Regions from separate parts of the Hordeum vulgare genome. Here all the other regions are linked to region 1. A link is a contact called in public Hi-C data. All regions are on one chromosome and are shown on one strand. The core of a region is the stretch at or near the end of the contact, and the rest is flanking DNA. Distances in the headings are between cores, read along the strand shown. Region 1 holds the start of LOC123445304 (probable glucuronosyltransferase Os01g0926600). Region 2 holds the start of LOC123445302 (transaldolase). Region 3 holds the start of LOC123440732 (probable E3 ubiquitin-protein ligase RHC1A).

Region 1 (4,815 bases), core at 1,721-4,220:
TGGTCTGCTGTTAACCTTACTTAATTATTTCCGCCATTACAGATCGGCATCTACTGTATAGCAGTATAATACAAAGGTCATGCATATATATAACACTATATGATCCATGATCACCTACAACAGCAGCAGTTCTAGCACTAGGACAACAAAAACAAAAACGGAACCATGTAATACATGGAAGGTGACCAGGCACATAACAACAAAAAGAAGCAAGGTAATCAGAAAGGAAGGAGCTTTACATTTGATGACAGTAATGGCTTGCACGGCTGGGCTTACTCATCAGTCCTCTCACATCTGGTTCTGACTGAACATCGTCCCCACATGGCGCCAATGCCGGTGCCACTGCTACCTACCATGGCTTCAGGTCGCCCTTGGGGCCCTGGGTCCAGTTCAGCGCCTTCTGCCCCGGGGTCAGGTACACGCTCTTGCTGTGCGGGAGCTTCCGCGCCAGCCCGTTCAGGATCTGGTGGAAGGCGTCCCCGGCCTGCGCGGGCTGCGGGAACAGCATGGCCTGCTTCATCGACGGGTTCGCCAGCAGCCTCTGCTTCCGCAGGATCACCTCCATCGGGATGGACGTCAGGATGGTGTCAAGTTTCGGGACGTCGTCCTCCGCCACGAACACGCCGATCTCGTCCCACGGGATGGCGTCCGCAAAAGGCAGGACGATGTCGTCCGCGATGATCACCGGGATGCACCCGAACACCACCGCCTCCACGAGGCGGGGGCTCCATGGCGCCCACCCCAGCGGGCACAGACAGAAAATGGCGCGCTGCATGTCCTCGTAGTAGGTGGGTGGGTGGTCCGTCGAGATGTCGAACAGAGGGTTGTTCTTGAAGTTCTCCCACACCGATGCACGGGCGCCTCTGCATTGCATATATAGCAGGTACGTCAAGACTTTTGTGCCCCAATAATTCAATGGAAAAGATTATGAGGTACTACCATGTTTCATGTGTGCATACCTTGCATAGTAACCACCCTCAGGATCATTCGCAGTATCGTAGAACAAACCCCGGAAATACACAAAGATGGACCGCGGGGTTTCCGGGGGAACAAGGTGAGTTTTCATTTTCTGGGGAGGAGCATATGGTGGGATGTTGATTGAGCCTTCCTTTAGGCAGACATGATCCTTCTGCCCAAATGTCTGGACAAGTGTAGCGCGGCGAAGCAATGGAAGGATCCCCCGTTCAATCGCCTTTTCTTCCTGAACCACGGCAATGCCAAATGCATGTCAGAGAAAGATTCTACTAGAACAGAGCATGCAACTTGTTTCCAAATATCTAACAGAGCATGCAGTTTGTTTCCAAATATCTAACAGAGCATGCAGTTTGTTTCCAAATATCTAAGATAAAAGCAGATTATGCTACATAAGCAAATGAACGGTTGTCGAAGCGTGGTAGTACAAGTGTGCAAAGTACATTCATTCCATGCTTCAGTGCTACTCCCTCCGTCCCAAAATTCTTGTCTTAGGTTTGTCTAGACATGGATGTATCTCCAGACAAACCTAAGACAAGAATTTTGGGACGGAGGGAGTAATATATAGTAGGAAGATTCAGGTTTCTCTTCTCTGCTCCATGACTCACCTGATAATGGAAGCATGCCCCAAAGTCATGCGGCACGACGAAGAAATGATCAGCACCTGCTGTCCGGTTCCAATAGGGCCAGTGTGATGAGATAAACTGAACTGCACTCCTCATGATCCGCGGAGACTTGAAGGGCAACGGATGGCCCCACGGAGTAAGGTCACAGGTGGTGTACACCGGAGTGTAGAACCAGTCGGCCTCCTCCGGGTTCATGGTCCGGATCGCGCTCGACAGCAGGAACCGGTGCATGAATATCTCGGCGGCAAACATGTGGCTGAGGCACCTGGAGTCCTTGGCCACCATCTTCTTGTTGTACTTGGTGGGCAGCTCGTAGACGTACACCTTCAGCCTCCCGACAGGATCATCCTCCAGCACATCACCAGCACTCCCTGAATTTGCATCATAAAACGTGATGAGAATCAAGTACTGTCATGGCTGAAAATGCAGAGTTTGAGTGGGCTGTTGGTCGAATATGGCAACGGTGCAGACAATTTAGACTTGCGTCCAGAATCACAGGGAGGTTTAATAATAGTAGTAATGATGTGTAAAGTTTGGTGATTGAGAATTCTCAAAAACAAAAGCAAAAAAAAGTTTGGTGATTGAGGTAGGCGGCCTTGCTTATCTACAAAGTCAGACATGCTCTCACTGTCGGTGACCAAAGTTGGAACATGCGGCGCATAATAAAAAAAAATCCTATCAGGGTTTCGAGATCTTGGAACGAATTGGTCTAGCGGCGGCAGATCTCATGCCGCCCGCCTTCTTCCCCAACCCCAACCAGCAGGATTCGCTCCAAAAGACAGTACGGACGGACGCCCCCAAATCAGATCCCAATCACCACGGAGGCGCACGCGGAAACGCGGATTTTGGGGGATCAAACGAACTCGGCAGCACAAGCATTGCAGCAGCAGGAAGAAGAGCAGTAAAGATTACTAGTAGTAGAGCATCAAAAGCTGGAAAGGAAAAGGGAGCATTTTTTTTCTTTTGCCTCCACAGCTGAATCGCGCATAGGTTGGTATACACACCTTCGATCCTCTCGGTGTCCTGGGCCCTGACGACGACGTCGGAGCAGGAGAGGAGCAGCGCGAGCGCCGCCGCGAGGGCGAGCATCGCCCGCGGCTTCCCCATCGCCGCCGCCCACCCGCAGCTCCCCGTGCGCTGCGCTCCCCTGCTCGGCACCAAGAAGGGCGGAGGAGACAGAGGGGACGGGCGAATCTGCTGCTGCGCGTTGGCGAGCAGGGATGGGAGGGGGCCGGGGGGAGGTCGGAGGGGAGAGGAGAGGGGCGCCGGGTGGTAATAATGCGGAGGAGCGAGCGGGGCGGGGGCGGGGGCGGAGGTGGAGGGTGGTGGTGGTGGGAGCCGGCTCGGCTCTCGGTGTCAATGATGAGCTAGCTGTCGGCGGAGCAGGTTGGTGGGAGGTGAGCCTCTCAAGACACGCGCGCGCGCGCAGTAAATCCGGCACCGCCGTTGCGTGCACGTAGTGATCGTGATTCTGACAAGTAAAATGGGATTTCCTTTTTGGACAAGACACAAATCTATCTCTATCTCTGCTGCTACCTCTAGGAAGAAAATTATAAGTAATGACCTAGGAGCATCTCCAACACACGCGCGAAAAGGGGCGCGCGGTAAACAGCCATTTTAGCGCGCGCGGGACGGAATGACGCGCTCCAGCAGCGGCGGGAAAACAGCGCGCGAGGTAACACGTTGCGCGCGCGAAAAGGCGGCAGCTCGCGCGTCATTTTTGCCGCGCCGCTTCGCGCGCCTATAAAAGCACAGCTCTGCCGCTCCCTCATGCCGCCACCGCTCCACACACTCTCTCTCTCCCTCTGCCTCTCACGCCACCGCCGCTCCAGCGCCCCGCCCCCGACGCGCCACCATGCCGCCCCGCCGCCGTTCTGCGTCCGGCTACCGCGGCGTCCGCGAGCGCTCCAACGGCGGGTTCTACGCCGAGATACGCTCCGGCGATCTCCGGCTTAGCCTCGGCACGTACGACACGGCGCACGAGGCCGCCCGCGCGTTCGACGCGGCGGCGTGGCGCCTAGGCAGGCCGCGCCGCCGAATGAACTTTCAGGACGTCTACACGCTCCAGCAGGCGTTAGACGTCGCCCCGCCGCCTCGTGTAAACTCCGCACAAGACCGTGCGGAGCACACTGCGCGGCAGCGCCGCCTCCTCGTCGCCCAGGAGGACGAGCGGGTCATGGCGGAGTGGCGCCGGCGCCACCCGGAGGATGTCGCCTACGAGCAGAGTTATTGGGCAAGGCGCCGCGAGGAGGACACGCGCCGGCGCTGCGAGGAGCGGTTGGACAGGCGTCGGCGGAAGGCATTGGCGAGTGCGCAGGCCGACCTCGGCAATGCAGGCGGGAGCTCCTTCTTCACTGAAGAAGACGAGCCTTGGTTCGACATCTGGCTGTCAACCTCTGACGACACCAACGACGATGATGATGGTGCGATGATTGGAGCGACTGGGATTAGTTTTATGTTTTCGAACTATCTAGCACCAAATTATCTATCTATGTTTTCGAACTACCTATCAAGTTGCAATCTATGTAAAATAACTTTGTATGCTTTTTATTTGAATGCAATCTATTTAAAAAATGATTTGCGCGCGCTGCATTTTTTGGCACTGCTGGAGCGGCGCGCACGCTGCATCATAGCGTGGCTGCTGGAGCATGCGCCTAACCCCGCGCTAAACCAGCCGAAGCGCGCGCGGCAAACGCATTTTTTGGGCGCGGCGCGAAGCGCGGCGGTTGGAGATGCTCTAAACGTTCTTTTATTTCTTCATTCAAAACAAAGCAAGGTTTTATGTTTTTGTTTTCACCATCCTTTGTTCAACCTTCTTATATGATAATTAATCATCTTTTTTTTCATGACAATCGATAATCCATCATCTCATAGTTTACTTATAGTCTGAACTAATTTCATCTTCATTTACTTATCAAACTTCTCATCAAAATATAAGGTAAATCACAGACAGGATATGATAAACATTTATTTACATAATCGTATTAATATGAATAGGTAAATCATAAGCTAATGTACTAGAATATTTACATCCTATTGCAATGCATTGGCATTGTGCTAATTAATTGAAAAACAATACATGGACCTAAAGGAGGGTTGGACATCTGCTTCCTTCAGAATGAGTCGATGGTGTGGCTGCTTCTGGGCCTAACAGTAGTTGTTCGTCGCGGACTAGAAGTCACCAAGCCAAGATTATGCCGGACCATCACACTGGAGA
Region 2 (4,815 bases), core at 949-3,448, 250 kb before region 1:
GGGCAAGAGCCTCCGGTGTTCCAATCTTCTCAAGCATTTTGTCGATCAGACTGTCAACTCGGCTGACAAAGAAGGATGCTACACTGGTCACTCGGGATAAGTCACTCAAACCAGAAGCCTCAAGCCCATCGAGGTAAGCATCAATCACAGCCTCGTATCTTGCAACGGAGAAGATAAGCTGCAGCGACATCAATAAACTTGTGATCAATAGGCTTAGCATCAAATTACATAACAAGCACAGCAAAGTTTACACTAAACAATTTCATAAGCGGTCCAGTGGGAAAAAAACACAGATGATACGTTGGCGATCAAGGAGATACAAGATAATGATGGCAAAGCCAGAGCTCAGCACTTACAGTAACATTGACGCTGATGCCATTAGCAATGACTTCCTTGATAGAAGGAACACATTCGGCAGTAGCTGGGATCTTTATGTACACATTAGGGCGGTTGACCACCTTGTGTAACCACTTCGCAGCTTCAACGGTTCCTTGGGTGTCATTTGCGAGCCTAGGAGACACCTCCACTGAAACGTAACCATCAGCCCCATCAGTCTCGTCGTAGATGGGCTCAAACAGTTTGCACGCGTCTTGGATGTCCTTTATGACGAGTTCCCAGTAAGCACTCTCTGCATCCTTCCCGGCCGATATAAGCTCCTTGAACTGGCCGTCATATGCGTTTGACGAAGAGATGGCTTTCTGGAAAATCTGTGGTGCGTTGGGGGACACAGTCAGCAGGGAACATTGGATACACATCGCACGTGAGCAATCCATATACAGCACATAATAAGAAAAATAAATGGCAAAGGGTTATTACCGTTGGGTTGCTGGTGACTCCACGGACACCGTTGGCGATGTAGGGCAGCAAATCGGTAACGGGCCGGCAGAGGTTGTCGTACCATGGGGACTGACCCTGTTGCTCATAGAGGTCATGGAGCGTGGTCCTCTTCGTCACCGCACCATTTCCTTCCTTGGCGGAAGCCATCGCACTGAAAATTGAATTTCATGAAGGGCAAGAATTAACGTCACATCCAAATGATTGATGCATCATATACATATGTAATACAAACAAAAGGAACTTTTTGTTCTTCTTTTACTGTTGGCAAAGGGAACTTTCTATTCATGATCATGAGCACTGTAAATGTTGAGCTATTACTCAACTTTCTATACACATGCATGAGGTGGTGGAAACTTGGTGGAGTACAATATTAGTGAATGCAACGCAAAGCCATACGAGATTCCCAGAAACACATGGAAAAACGGGACGGGAGGCTATGCTTATCCCTATCAATCAAGCAAGCAAGAAGAATATAGAAGCGACAGCCTGCTGTGGCGCGTAGCCTAACGAATCCGGCGGCGCGGGCTTGCATAGGATACATCGCCATCGACCATGTAGCGACGAACCCGCGCACGGCAACACGGGCCATCTGGACCGAGTTGACCGAGACGGCTCGCCAAAACCACCCGATCCCGGCGGTCCATCCCCCATCGGACGGCCGCACACGCGCGCCCAGGCCTCCTGGAAGGACCTCGAGGCCACCGCGGATCCGAGCGCCCCGCCTCACAAGCCGCCGAGGCGATCTATTCTACGCGGCGGCGGAGCATCAGCGCTGCCATCCATCCCACCTACCCACCCACCGCAATTCGAGCTGTGAAAGTGTGGATTAAGACAAAAAAAAAAAACGCCCCAAATCACGGCCCGGCCGGCTCTGATCTGACCGAACCTCGCCGGCGACCCAACCCGGTCGGTCGGTCGTTCGCCTTACTACGGCGCCGCAGCAGCTCTCCCCGGCGGAATCGCGAATCTAACCAGCCGGCGGCGCGAAGAGAATAGATTAGGAGGATCGGGGAGGGTGCGTGCGTGTGTATGTTGTCACTCACATGACGGGGCTCCTGGCGCGGCCGGCGAGGGAGACGCGGAAGCGGCGGGCGGAGGGGGCGAAGGCGAGCGCCGCGGAGCGGAGGGACTGCGAGGGGAGCGGCCCCGCGGCCGCCGGCCTCGGGGCGGCGAGCTTGGGCACGGTGCCGGCCATCGCGGCTCTGCTTCCGGGGCCGGGGGCGGGGTTGGTGGGGGGGGGGGGGGGGGGGGGGGCTGGTTGGTCGCTCACGGCACGGGGGTTGTTGCGAGGTTTAGCGGAGCTGCGCACGGATCTCTCCCTCCTCCTTCCTACCCGTTGGTCCTTGTCATCGTCGATAAATAGATGCACCATTCTAGTGTCATTTTGCGCTTGGACCCTTGTGCTTTCTGGGTTTCGGGATGCATCATGGGGCTGGTGAGGGGGCGGATCAGCCGTGGGCCGCTGCGGGTGCGGGTGTGTACGCGGAGGCATGTATGTGAACGTGCCAATGCCATGATCCGGTCCTGGAGATGCCTTGCAGTGTCATATTGCCCTTTTGCCTCTCCTTTGGCTTGAGCAAAGAGAGGTACGTACACTAGTAATTGAACCGCCACTTGTGGGGATTGAGGAAGCCAGAAGCCAAGCCAGTACTCACTCCATTTCATAATACAGTGCGTTGTGTTTTTAAAATTTAAACATAAAGTTAACCAATGAGACCGTTTGCGACGAGAACATAATTTATATCACTGAATTCGTATGTTTGATACAAATTCAGTGGTATAATTTTTACTCACACCGCAATTGGTCTCGTTGGTTAAGCATATGGTCAAACTTAGATCTCGAGAAGTATGAACGTACTACATTATGAAATGGAAGTATTAACAAATAGCAATAAGATCAACTAACTAATGAACAGTTACATGATTTTACAGAGGCAGGGAATCGAAGCGACCACTTTCTTGCGCCTTCATTGCAGACAATGGCGATAACCGATATGTTGTAGCTTCACGCAAGGGATCGAATTGTCTGCTTTCTCCTCAAGAATGATGATATGGGGGGGAGGGGGGGGGCACGAATAAATGCATTGGGTGAGTTGTACTTTATTTTTAACCTTTAACGTAAAACTAGAGCCCTCCACCCCCATCCACACACACACAAAAAGGAGATGGTAAATATGTTAATTAAAAGAGAACAAAACATCGAGTAGTTAATGAATAATAGCGTGTCTCGTGAAGCATGCGAGAGTTGTGGTCCATTATGTCCACTTTCGCCTTGAAAACAACATTAGATCGATGGTGGCTCCTCGTCGACAATGATAGGTAGCACAGATAAATTACTTGGTTTTGAAAAGGTAGTTTAGACATCTAAGAAAAAATCCAACATTGTGAATTTCATTATATTTCAATTGCATGCGACATCTTGGATCTCTCACTAGGGCCTAGACTGTACTAGTTGTTTGCTCCAATTAAGCGGATCCTCTACTTTATTGTTGAAAACAAAGCCGTTTCAATATTCATAGGCACCACACACACAAAATTTAGGACGGGTCGCGATTTATATAGCTAATATACATGTAGAGCCACAAATAATATGGTTAAATCATAAAAGCGAAATCAGTGCTAAAATGCAAAGAGGCTACAAATACATGTAGCCCTACAAGGAGAGAGAAAACCTTCAATGGAACACAAGTGGTGGGTTTGGTGGCGTTTATGATGGGGTTGTTGGCGATGTTAAGGTGGTGTTTCTTTTCAAGGGACTAGACTTTTTTTTAAGTCCCAGGGACTAAAGAAAAAAGTCCCTCCAAAAGAGTCTTTTTATAGTCTCTTAAGGAAAAGTCTCTCCTGTTTCTTTATCTAGGGACTAAAAGGGACTTTTAGTCTAGTCCGTGGGTAAAGAAACACCACCTAAACCTGGCCCCCAAATTATCCTTGTCCGGACCCAAAAAAATAACATTAAAAGATAAGCGGGTGCTATAGTAGTAGTAGTACTAGGACCTGTTATAAAAGTCCTTCATTTGACATTCCTAAATTCAGGTAGGTCCCTGGTACTCCTCGTATTGAGACATACGGTCGTCCCTGGTGCCAGCCGGCCCTTGGACGCAGGAAAAGTCCACCAAACATCTGCAGCAGCATTGTTTGCCCCGTCGGGCTCCGCTTCTCCTCCCAGTCAGGTGGCCGGATACACGGGCGACACGCACACGACGCAGGGTGGCGGCTACCGCCTACCGCAGTCGCAGCCGCTACCCGCTGGTAATTGAACCGCCATTCAACGAAAAAGAGTTTTTTTCTCATTTTATATTACTAGTACAAATGCCCATGGGTTGCACCGGATGAAAAAAATAAACATGTGTCATTGCACGTTATTTTTATATTCAGTTTTAATAAACATTAAAATATGATCAAACGTAAAAAAAATATTTATTTTTTATAAAAGTAAACGTTTTAGCAAAAGAGTCTCTGCATTGCTAAGGGTATGAAATAAATTCCATGGTTTGAGTGATATTCAAAGAGTTTATCTCTTATGATGAAATATTAATCTATGTGTCTCAGTATGTTAGATTCTTCCTCATCTTATTATGGATTCATAATTTTATACTTGACTACTTCAGAGATAAGACGATTCATTAGATTGTAAAGAGTTTATAATACTTGGTGCTTTTTTGTTGATATGCTAACGCCAGCGGTAGGAGCACAACGACTACACCAACACGGTTAGTTTCCTTTGACCGCATGCTTCTCCCTCTCCCTCCCTAGCCGGTGTGCGGGGTGAAATAAAACGCAACCCCTCCTCCAGACCCAGTTCGAGCTAGATGAACCCTTGACGTACTCTCTCAACTCTTCTTTCCTCCCTCCTCTCTATCCCACCAACGACATAAAAAGTATCTACACTCGAGGAATATATTGATGATGAGGTAGTCCATAGTCGAGTCGCAAATATCTTTTCTCTTAAGAAATACTCCATCCATTCAAAAATATTTA
Region 3 (4,815 bases), core at 967-3,466, 160 kb before region 1:
AACTTGATGAGCGGAAAGGCCATAGGAAAGAGAACGGATTCCTTCTTCTCTGACGCCCACCGGTTCTCCCACTGCTACTTGAGCTGCTTGAATTGTCATTTTGGTTAGTTGATCTTGAGCGTGAGCAGCTGGCACCACTAGAGCTCTGTGTTGGCAACTCGTATCGGCAAACAGGACAGGAATTGTGTTGTTCTAGCCAAGGAAGGATGCAATCAGAGTGGTATAAATGATTGCATGGCATCTCTCTTGCTTCTGATTCCAGTTCGAACTTGTCCTTGCAGACAGGGCAATGCGAGTCTCCAGTGAGATGCCTGCCAGTGATCCTAACACGAGGCATGGCATCAATCGAGGACTGAGAGGCAGGTGGTGGCCCTTGACGATCACTATGAGTCAACTGCTCAATCAGATCTTCTAATCCAGGCCCAACAAAATAATCTGCAACATCTGCCCTCCGCATGCCAACACCACGGCGTCCATTGACGAAAACGTCGAAACCATTATTGTCCTCGGAGAGATGACCAGGGAGCTGGCCACGGAAGAGCAACCATGGCCCTGAACCAAATTCCATCTCCAGGTCAGATAATATGCTTGGCCTTCCTCTTACATCAACCTCTCGATTCATGCTCCTCATTCCATGTCGCATCACGGCAGACATTGCCTCCATGATCCCAAACCTTGGGTCACGATGGAAATCACTGTACGTCCCAACAAATTGGCTCATGAGAGCATCGACATCATCCATTTCAGCCACAAATCCAGAATCACAGTAAGGACACTCCATCTCCCGGCCACGCGGCCTAACCCGCTGTCTACACTGGAAGCACCAATATGTCTGCCTACCTCCTGACATTTCTTCAGGTGTATTGCCTCACAAATAAACCAAAAGGAAGCGGATCCCCTCCGTTCTGCAAAATAGACATAATAGCCAAGATCTCAGCAACAAATTTCAAACGTGATTTGCACAATCAGACTAGACTGCATAACAGCCTTCCATACAATTATTCTAACATAGATAAGTGAAAGATGAAAACGGTAGGGGCATGTATGGTTCAAGATCAACCCAAATAAGCAAACTGTGTACCCGAGGACTTCTTAACATTGTGCAGCAGTTTATAATACTACACTATGTCTAGATCCTTTTACCTTCCTTAACAAGGTGTTCCGACAAAGATAAGTCAAAACTCCAAAGACAAAACTAAAACAATAGTGACCTTCACAGTTGAAGATCAGTCGAATCAACTGAGCTGGATACTAGAGTTCAAAAAAATTCAGCAGCTGACAATACTACACTACGGCCCTGCTTGGATACCATGTAAATATATGCAGCTGTATTAAGATACAGGGGTATTTTACTGGTCAAGGATGAAACCACCGGAAACCATTTCCCCTGTGAAAAGAAAAACTATCGGGACTTGTTTGGATAGTACACAAGTATTCCACAAACACGCATCTGCACCTACAGGCCAGACCACAGGTCACACACACACACATGCAGCGGCAACTCCAGAATCAATTCTCCACAGCTCTATCACACACACACACATGCAGCTGCAACTCCAGAATCGATTCTCACAACTTGTGAACAGTCACACCACAGATGTAAATTTCAGACAAGTCCATGTCTCTTGTACATAAGCATCAATTTGGCACACATAAACTAGAAACTATTTGATCAAGATTCCAATTTTGACATGGGAGGAAGCTTGTTTCCAGCGTGTCCAAATCAAATACAAGACGAAGCTGACACCCTGAAGGGTTTGTTTGCCGGTGTTCACGTCAAGCACCTTCGCCACATGCAAGAACTAAACAAGACACGCACACATGCACGGGCAATTCGATTGGACTTTCACCTTGGGGGCAGCGAATGGAGGCCTCCGGCGACGAGTCCCCGCGACCCCTCCTTTTACTCTGCAAGGAAGAAGGGCGGGTGCCTTGAACGCAGCCGGTGGCGGCAAGGGTTGGCCGGGAGATCCCGCAGGTTTGGCCGCCGCACTCGTCGCCCTCCTGGCACTCCGAGCGCTGGATCTGAGAGAGATGGGAGGAAGGACAGGGGAGGAGGAGGATGGCCGGAAAAAAGAAAGAGGAAAAACAGGGGGGAGGGGGAAGGAGGAAGGCGGGTAGATGCAGAGCTTCCCTGTGCCGCTGGGCTGTGGATGGATAGTCGATGATACCCAAGGCATTGATCCTCGGCTCGCCGTGAGTACAATGATGGCCGGCATGTGGGTCCGCGGCTACGGTGTCAGGGTGGAGGAATGGCATCTTGCGCTTTTTTAATCGTGGGTTGGGGGGTGCTGATGCTGCGTGTCGGGCATGCTGGGTTGATGGGGCATCTCGCACGCAAACGTTTACACCGAGGCGTCTGAACCTTTTTTTTTTCTTTTTTTCTTTTTTCGTTCAAATGGTGCCCAAACTTCTTTTTTTGAATCAAATGGTGCCCAAACTTCTTTTTTGCCATTCAAAACGGTGTCTCACGCGTGTGGACACGTCAGAATTCCGGCAAACCGGCCATACAATGGGAGAGGTTTGTGAACATTCAGATCTAAACGTCATATAGGACTCCGACAACTTCGGAATTTTTTTTCCAGGGTAAAAGAAGATTTCTATTACTCAAATAGGCAAATAGCTAGAGGAAAATACTCTAGATCAACCGACTGATTTTTCGCATGCGTAAGCCGTTTCTGATGGTTGCCACGAGTCCAGGCCACGCTCGCACAACACAACTCCATCCCCTCGTTTTTATCTTCTATCCAAAACGAGTCATCCTCATCCTCTAGACCAGCCCCAGCTCCTCCCTCCCCATCTCCTACATCAGCTCTCTTTCTCTCGGCGAGCGCCTCCCCTTCCTCGTCCACGACCCCTTCATCCCTGCCAGCGGAGTTGTTGTTGCCACAAAGGTCGGAGTGCCGCGAAGCGTCGACGGTGAGATCTTGATGGTGACATCACTGCTACATACACCGCTTCTTTCCAGCGCTGGAGTTGCAAGGACGCCTCACGCGGAGCCGTCGATGCTGCGTTGGAGCTCCGTCAGGCTGCAATGGAGCTTCGCCGGAGCGTTGGAGATGGGTTGAAGCTCTCGCGGAGTTACCTTGGAGCTTCACCGGAGTCGCCCATGTTGCACTTCAGCCCTGTCGGAGTTGCATTGGAGCTCATCGGAGTTGCATTGGAACTTCACCAGAGCCATCAATGGTGCATTGGAGCTCGCCGGAGCCGTCAGTGTCGTATTGGAGCTCTGCCGGTGCTGCACACGGTCGCCGCTGCTGTAGTGGAGGAGAGACAAGGTGACGGAAGACGTCATGTGAAGCCTACGATCCAATGCCCGGTGCACCTAATCGAACGGCTCCCGGGGCAGATGATTTTTTGACAAACTTCATCCGGATGATTTGTAGCACATGCCATAGGCAGAAGCAAGTTTACAATGACATGAATATCCGATCCCAGCCATACCGCGGTAGGGGTACCACTGCCGTACGCAGCAAGAGCGTGGCTAACTTTGTTCTGCAACAACTAATAAATGTAATCAAAATGTCCCTCAAATATTTAAAAGTGCAGGTACACTTTTTGGTGAAACCGAGCACATGCGTCTTAGCCGTGCGATTGTGTTGATCGCTACGGAGACAACATGGTCGTCCTGACACAGGTGGGGACAGAAGGGAGGTCGGTGCACGGTGTAGTGGTGGAAGTGGGCAATGTACATCTCACGGACTTTCTGCATGCATGTGGTGATGTCATCCCACTTTATTTCGTCTCATTTTTTTCAAAAAACTATAACTCTTAAACTGAGTGTCAGAACGATGATCCATTTTTACTGTTAGGTTTCTCGTGACGAGCTCTTCAAAACTAGATCCCATGTGATTTTTTTTGCAACTTTGGCAATAGATGAAGCAACTTAAGTGCTAAACAGAAGCAACTTCCTTTCACCATGTGTATTGGTGAATTTACCTAGCAAGTATCATAGACAACATAGAAATCATGACAGACAAATTTTCACCGTATGTAGACAATTGAGCAGCACCCGTAGGCAACTTTGGAATTACATTGAGGCAACTTCCAGCACTAAATGAGGCAACTCAAAATGACGTGGAGATGGATGGTATGAGAGCCTTTTTTTCTTTTCTTTTTCTAGGGTAGTCCGCCCGCCTATGCTACTGAGCATGCATGTGTTGACTAGTTAGGTCCCGGGTGTTGACTAGTTGCAAAAGTCGAGAAAGATCAGAAAACGCACAGGGGTAATGAGAAATTTCATAGGGGGCGGATCAAACATTTGCCCGCAAACCTGTAACTTTTTAATATATTGTAGGCAACTAAAATAGTAATGGCAGTAACCTCAACATCACCTATATGCAATTTCATACTGTTTTTAGGCAACTTAGACAAAATAATTATAAGCAACTTTGATGCTAGATGAGGCAATTTTAGTGCTAAACATAAGCAACTTCACTCCATTAAAAGTAACTAATTAGCAACAATAAACAACTAGCAAATAATAGAGAACAACTTTGAAACAAAGGTAGATAAGATCATATTACCTTCATAAGCAGCTTCCCTTCTACTAGAGGCAACTGTCGTGCTAAAACATGCAACTTCACTACATTTTGTGTCCTTGCTAATTTTGACTAAAATTCTTCCAACTTCCTCACCAGCGCTTCTAAGTTGCCAATTGTTCATGCATGTATGTCGTTGTTTTCCAAATTGCCTGTAAAACTATGAAATCATCTACCACTGATGCTCTTGTGTCTGCTATTGTTAGTTATGCCACACAACATGCTGATGAATCTAAGCCACTCTAGAGAGTTTGAAATTCACTTAGAAAAACAA

What was found. A called contact is a pair of places that touch in the nucleus more often than the background predicts.
Region 2: a contact with region 1 is called in a Hi-C map of leaf, with 7 times the contacts expected there. The contact joins the promoter of LOC123445302 here to the promoter of LOC123445304 in region 1. A contact is called at or near these places in 2 of 6 Hi-C or Micro-C datasets (leaf and seedling).
Region 3: a contact with region 1 is called in a Hi-C map of seedling, with 3 times the contacts expected there. The contact joins the promoter of LOC123440732 here to the promoter of LOC123445304 in region 1. A contact is called at or near these places in 4 of 6 Hi-C or Micro-C datasets (leaf and seedling) and 1 of 1 datasets of contacts at active chromatin or transcription factors (embryo).

What each region holds. Positions count from the first base shown.
Region 1 is chr3H:579,594,351-579,599,165 of MorexV3_pseudomolecules_assembly, forward strand. LOC123445304 (probable glucuronosyltransferase Os01g0926600) reads right to left here and starts at 2,971. Exons shown (of 4, transcript XM_045122264.1): 1 at 2,603-2,971; 2 at 1,581-1,969; 3 at 960-1,201; 4 at 6-863. The coding sequence starts at 2,705. The coding sequence ends at 350.
Region 2 is chr3H:579,345,156-579,349,970 of MorexV3_pseudomolecules_assembly, forward strand. It overlaps LOC123445302 (transaldolase), which reads right to left and starts at 2,199. Exons shown (of 6, transcript XM_045122261.1): 1 at 1,881-2,199; 2 at 817-988; 3 at 357-707; 4 at 1-178. The coding sequence starts at 2,032.
Region 3 is chr3H:579,430,592-579,435,406 of MorexV3_pseudomolecules_assembly, forward strand. LOC123440732 (probable E3 ubiquitin-protein ligase RHC1A) reads right to left here and starts at 2,217. Exons shown (of 2, transcript XM_045117279.1): 1 at 1,851-2,217; 2 at 1-905. The coding sequence starts at 850.